Regions from separate parts of the Mus musculus genome. Here region 1 is linked to region 2. Evidence: chromatin contacts called from public Hi-C data. All regions are on one chromosome and are shown on one strand. The core of a region is the stretch at or near the end of the contact, and the rest is flanking DNA. Distances in the headings are between cores, read along the strand shown.

Region 1 (2,959 bases), core at 77-2,576, 230 kb before region 2:
AAATAAAATCTTTTTCTTTAAGTGAAAGTTATCTAAAGGAGTAAAACACGATCTGATATCTGCATAAGCCATTTCCTGTTATGGCTCAAACATTGCACTTAAGCATAAACACAAGAAGCACAGACCCCTGGCTGTTTCTGACTCTGCTCCATCGGTGGGCCTTGGAGTCACCGAATTGGCAATAAATCCTGCTTGTGTCAACCTGACGGAGTCCTGAAATAATCTTTATACAAAACAAGAGCAAAGAGGCTGAGGCTGTGTCTTAGCAGAGAAGCTGCCGATGCCTGAGGTCCCGGGTTCATCCTCAGCACAAGCTAGCATGCAGGTGTGTGCACACAGGTACACACACATGTGCACACACACACACACACACACACACACACACACACACACACACACACAGGTGGGTGGCATCTGTAACCCAGTTTATCAATTCATCAGTGTTTATCAGAAGGTTTTGCCAGTCAGTTCTTGGGGAAACTGCCTAGACTCAGCATAGCACAGTCTGTGCACAGCAACAGAAGGGCTCGGCGATGCAATCTGCTATTTCATCTTTAAACCTGGAAAGAAAGTAGGCTATTGGTGGTTGCTTATGCCTCTAGATCTTTTAATAAAGATCTGTTTCCTTTCTCTTTCAGAAATTAAGCTTATGAAATGAACTAAAGATTTTGAGGGGCTTTGTTGTTGTGATTGTTAGGAATGAATAAGAACCTACTGACAAATTCCCTAGCTGTATAAAGTGCTTTCAAGTGAAGTCAGATCACTTGGTTCGAATAGCATTTATCTGAACACTGATAGAAACAAGTGATGTCTTAGGAGTTTTCTAGCTCTGGAACTCTGTAGCATTTTTTAACCAAAGTATTAGAGACAACTGAAATTTTTATTTAATGGTTTAGTCGTAACTAAGACTAATAATTTTCTTACCAAAGTAAGCCCACAGTTTGTTAGATACAAAGAGGTGGGACCCACAATGTACCTTTATTTAGCCTTTATCAATGATCACTCTTCTATGTTATTAGTTTGTAAAAATGGCTCTTGGCTACATCCCATACTAAATTGTACTTACAAAATGATCTTTATATTTTCAGGGCATGACCATACTTTCCAGACACAGAAAACTGAGGGAAGTTTCTGTGTCTGACTGTGTCAACATCACTGACTTTGGAATTCGGGTAAGATGAATAGGGTTTTCTGCCGAAGGGTTAAGATTAAAAATTAAGCTCCAATTGAATAAACATTATAAGTCCCAATAGAAAAGGGCAACAGGAGCTGACTCACACACGGGACGGGGACTCACGCACAGTCAACTCCGGTCGTCATGGTTTGAAGCTAAAACGTTGCTCACTCAGCCCTTAAAAGGCTATGAAGCCTTTAGGAGGTGCAGCCTGGGTGGCAAAGTAGACAGCTTCACCAGCTCTGGAAGGCTAGAGCTAGCCCTGGGTCTGGCCTGTCTCTGCTCCATGTGAGAAAAGAGCTCTCTGCCATGCCGTGGCCACGAGGACTGCTGCCATACTTTCCCCACCACCATGGACTGATGTTTCTCTGAAACCATGGCCAGCACTGGCCAGCCTCCCTTGGCGGCTTTTGTTGGGTGTTTTTATTCACTGGAACACAAAGGTGGCTAGTGTGTTCCACTGGTTCTCAGCAAGGCCTCTGTAGCCTGAGGTGGCAAGGAAGCTTTGTGGCCTCATTTCTTCCCCATCTACTCTCTCCTGTCTCTGTGTAAAACTCATAGGGTACATAGATGCATTTACTTGGAGAGTGAGGAACGTCTATGTGGCTCAGAGTCCTTGCAAATTGTGAAAATATTCTATAAGAGAGAATATTAAAATATATAATCTAACCATGAAAACTGTGGGAGTTTAGACACTATACAGATATCTAGCAGTTTGGAGGTCGAGTTATGTAAACATAGTTTGTAATGTATGTCGATGGAATGGACAGCATGAAGTAAGTGATGGAGTAAGATGGATTGCTCTGTGCTGGAAGAGTTCATGCGAAGGGGAAGGGTCCCTAGGCGTGGCCCGAGAAACATGCAGCCCTTGCACACTCCACATAAGCCAAGGAAATGTTTTAGCATCTTAAGCATCTAAATGAGTGTGTGTGGGGAGGAGACAGACAAAGACAGGCAGAGAGCAAGAGAGCAAGAACATGCACATGCAAGAGAGAGAGAGAGAGAGAGAGAGAGACAGACAGACAGACAGACAGACAGAACACTACCCAAAAGTGTGTGTTGTGCATTGGACAAGGAAGAAATGAAAATTACGCATGAGAAACTGTTAACCCATTGGAAGCATCGCATAAAAATGTGTTGGGAGCTAAAAGATTCCCAAACTAGGAAAGCATTAGGCTAAGTAGGAAGAAAGGGAACCACTGAAGGGAAGAAAGGCGCGACACTTTCTTACAGGGAATAAAAAGCTAATTGCTCAAGCGATGGGTACCACAAGCGTTAGCTGAGAAGTCTGCGGAGTGTGGGAATGTTTCTGAGCAGGACAAACCGGATGACGCTTTCCATGATGACTCGAGCAGTGCTGGAGTACGGCACAGACTGAAGAGCTGCATCGGTCAGCCCATGCTGAGACCTTAGCATAGCATGTCTGGGGCTGACGGAAGCTCAGGGACAGCTGAAGCACTCTTCTGATTTTACAGCTGAGAGAACTAATGGCTGAGAGGTTACAACTGATAATAAAAGGGATCACAAATGCTTAGGTACATGGAACTTGCTATGAAAAGAAGCCAAAAGATTCCTATAAGTAAAAGTTGTAGTTTAATTGAAAAGTGAAACAAGTATCACACAGGGCCTTATCCAGTAGCCTTATCCAGTCAGGCTTTCAAAAAAAAAAAAATTGAAAAGGTGGCAGATCAAAGATTTAAAATACAAAGCAGTTAAGCATCATTGCAAATAAATGTGTCATTAAGATGACTCAGTATTGGGCTGGAGCGATGGCTCAGTCTTTAA
Region 2 (2,948 bases), core at 385-2,884:
AGACTTAATTTAGCTAATCCTGGCCTTGGAAGGCCTCCCGAGACTCCCTCTATCCTCCACGAAGGGGAGGGGTCTGGCCTAGGCCTCTTGTCCCCTACACACTAGACCCTGACTACATATTCTCTAATGGCTCCTTCTGTCCATACTCTCCCCTCAAGCTAGCCCCAAGGACAATGTTGGCATGTGACAGCTAGCTTATGGTTGGCATGTGACAGCTAGCTCTAGACTCTAAGGAGGTGTCCACGCCACTGAACGATACTGCTTATCCAATGGCCCATCTTTGCTCCCCTAGGACCACACCCAGGGTATGACCTGATGGGAACTAAATAGAAGGCCCATCAGAGACTTGTGTGAGCACAGCTGGAGAGAAAGCAGCTCCTGCCAAGTATACCCTGTGGGTACAGCCAGCAGCCATGCTAATTAGATCAGCTGTGAGAGGAGAAGACCCAGAGACTCCTTCAGCAAAAACATACTTGGCTGCTGACCCTGGAGGTCCCAGTGCTAAGACAGACAGTAACAGAGCTATGTGGTCGTCCTGACAGGGTGAACTAAGAGCTGTTGCCATCCACTACTCTCCACTGTACTGCTGGGAATGATTTTCTTGCCAACCCATTGGTTAGGAAGAACAAGGTTGCGACCGAGATCCGACTTTAACACAGGTCTTTTCTTACCCAGTGTCCTCGTTTCCATGCTAGCAATCACCCTGCAAAGAAATTCTGTGTTATCTCCAACAGAAGCATCACTTTAAAAACTTCAAGCCACAGCACCATGCAGATGTTTCCCCTCTAAAGCCCCAAAAACCATGCAGAAACCATTCTCTGGCTACCTGAAAACTCAAAAACTTTAATCAGTGTACTGAAAGGAACATTAAGCAATTACGAATCTCAAAGCCCTTTAGAGCCAACAACAGCAATTATTTAGAAAAATTGCAGCTGTCAGTTATTGGAAATAACGAAGGCTAAAAACAGAACAGAGGCCGGACTGAGGCCTGCACTTTTAGTTCTCTGAGATGACTCATCTACCCAGAGAATATGCTTTCAAAATAAGAGCAAGTTCCACCAACCCAGCCCACCAACAATTAAAGCAAATCAAACTACTATGTCTTTCATTGCCAGTACTCACTTATAAAAGCCGACTTTACCATTATCCATCATAAGTGGTCCTCTATAGGGTGTGTGCCTATAGAAGTGTCTCCCTCTAGACACTCCAGCACCCAGTGGTCTACAGGAAGCCAAGGACAGCAGTTCCTTGAGAGTTGACCACACAGGCAGCCAGCCAGGTCCATGATAGCCAGATCATACTTACTTCATTGCGTTTTCAAGAATGTTCCTCACGTACATTGTGGATCTCCTTTTGCCCGTTCTCTAGGGGTGAGAACACGTCAGGATAATGGAAGGTGAGATTTTCCTGGATAGCTTTTTTTTATTAACAGCAAGAACAAATAGCAATCTATTAAAGGGTTTAAAAATAATATCATTTTCCATGTTAAGGAGAGCACATTTTTTTAAATTAAACTTTATTCTCAAAGAACTCTATGCAACAGTAGTACAGGGGTCCCTTGGACCCTTCATCCTCTCTCCATTAATGCTTCTATCTGATATAGCTGCACTACAATATCAAAATCAGGAAGTGGATATGCACAGTATGTGTCTAGTTCTATGCCACTCTGCCATGTGTGTAGATTTACGTACTACAGTGTACACTCATTGCTCTTCGACTATAAATGAGCCACATTTGCCTTCCTCCCCCTACTCCAATTTCCTCCTCTAAGAACAAACAGTATAGAGCAGTCCTCCCTGCCCACTGGGTTGTCAGTGAGGTGATGCGGGTGGTGACAGAGGACTGCGTGGCCACCATGGGCCAGCCTCCACTGCTAGCTGTGTGCTCACCTCTTCAGAGATCAGGTTATGCCATTCCCTCCTCACGACGCTGTTGTGATAGTGCAAGTGAGGTTTTGTATACTTAATGTACTCAAGGTTGGAGTTCAGCTTTGCCCAGTACCCCTTCAAGCCGTAGACCTGGAGACAAAAAAAAAAAAAAAAAAAAAAAAAAAGCATTAACTTGAACAGCAGGCACTGTCTGCCGTCCTGCAGCAGGGACCACATGCCTCACTCCATGCCTCTTGGGTGTTGGCATTTCCGAGCAACTCCATCTTTCACAGAACAGGGACACCCACGAGAAGTTGCAAATTGAGAGCCTAGCCTCTCCTCTTTTCTCTTCCCATTTACAATAGAGAGAACTACAATTCACTTCCCAAAACTAAGGACTTCCAAGTTGGTTGGCTCAGCAGGAAGCCATTTCCTCCCTGGAGAGCGATTCTCCTGGCCTGGGTGGTGTCACCACACTGTGTCCCGTCAGAAATGTACTTGTAACTCAGAACAACTGGAACAGGCTGGCTTCCCTTCTAGGCTTATTCACTTCCAAAACCCAGGAATCAAAATGATAACATAAACTCATTTCACAATAATTGTTAAATTCTCTCAAAAAACAGAATTAGTTGGCTTTTAAATCTTTGAATTATTAGTGACTGAAGAATATAACCACTTTTGAAATAATAAAACTCTATACTACTGTATATTTAATGTTGAAGGATATCATGATGATGTCTGTAGCTATGGGAGTCTGGTGAGTGCCATCATGGTGATGTCTGTAGATATGCGGGTCTGGTGAGTGCCATCATGGTGATGTCTGTAGATATGCGGGTCTGGTGAGTGCCATCATGGTGATGTCTGTAGCTATGGGAATCTGGTGAGTGCCATCATGGTGATGTCTGTAGATATGGGGGTCTGGTGAGTGCCATCATGGTGATGTCTGTAGATATGGGGGTCTGGTGAGTGCCATCATGGTGATGTCTGTAGATATGGGGGTCTGGTGAGTGCCATCATGATGATGTCTGTAGCTATGGGGGTCTGGTGAGTGCCATCATGGTGATGTCTGTAGATATGTGG

Evidence for each region. A called contact is a pair of places that touch in the nucleus more often than the background predicts.
Region 1: a Hi-C map of uterus shows a contact between it and region 2, with 6 times the contacts expected there. The contact joins two enhancer-like sites. A contact is called at or near these places in 2 of 484 Hi-C or Micro-C datasets (adipose-derived mesenchymal stem cells and uterus), 3 of 115 datasets of contacts at active chromatin or transcription factors (astrocytes, fibro-adipogenic progenitors and large pre-B cells) and 1 of 9 other capture datasets (embryonic stem cells).

What each region holds. Positions count from the first base shown.
Region 1 is chr5:21,498,693-21,501,651 of GRCm38.p6, reverse strand. Fbxl13 (F-box and leucine-rich repeat protein 13) reads left to right here. Exons shown (of 21, transcript NM_001199632.1): 18 at 1,089-1,172. Among named protein-coding and RNA genes, the nearest start is that of Lrrc17, 43 kb to the left of the region's middle. Within about 2 kb of position 1,326, at least 38 of the 459 cell types and tissues checked have an H3K27ac peak or open chromatin away from gene starts, as enhancers often do. A contact at or near this core is called in uterus, where this site is marked.
Region 2 is chr5:21,268,972-21,271,919 of GRCm38.p6, reverse strand. It overlaps Gsap (gamma-secretase activating protein), which reads right to left. Exons shown (of 31, transcript NM_175437.3): 20 at 1,890-2,018; 21 at 1,306-1,364; 22 at 672-703. Among named protein-coding and RNA genes, the nearest start is that of Gsap, 84 kb to the right of the region's middle. Within about 2 kb of position 1,634, at least 44 of the 459 cell types and tissues checked have an H3K27ac peak or open chromatin away from gene starts, as enhancers often do. A contact at or near this core is called in uterus, where this site is marked.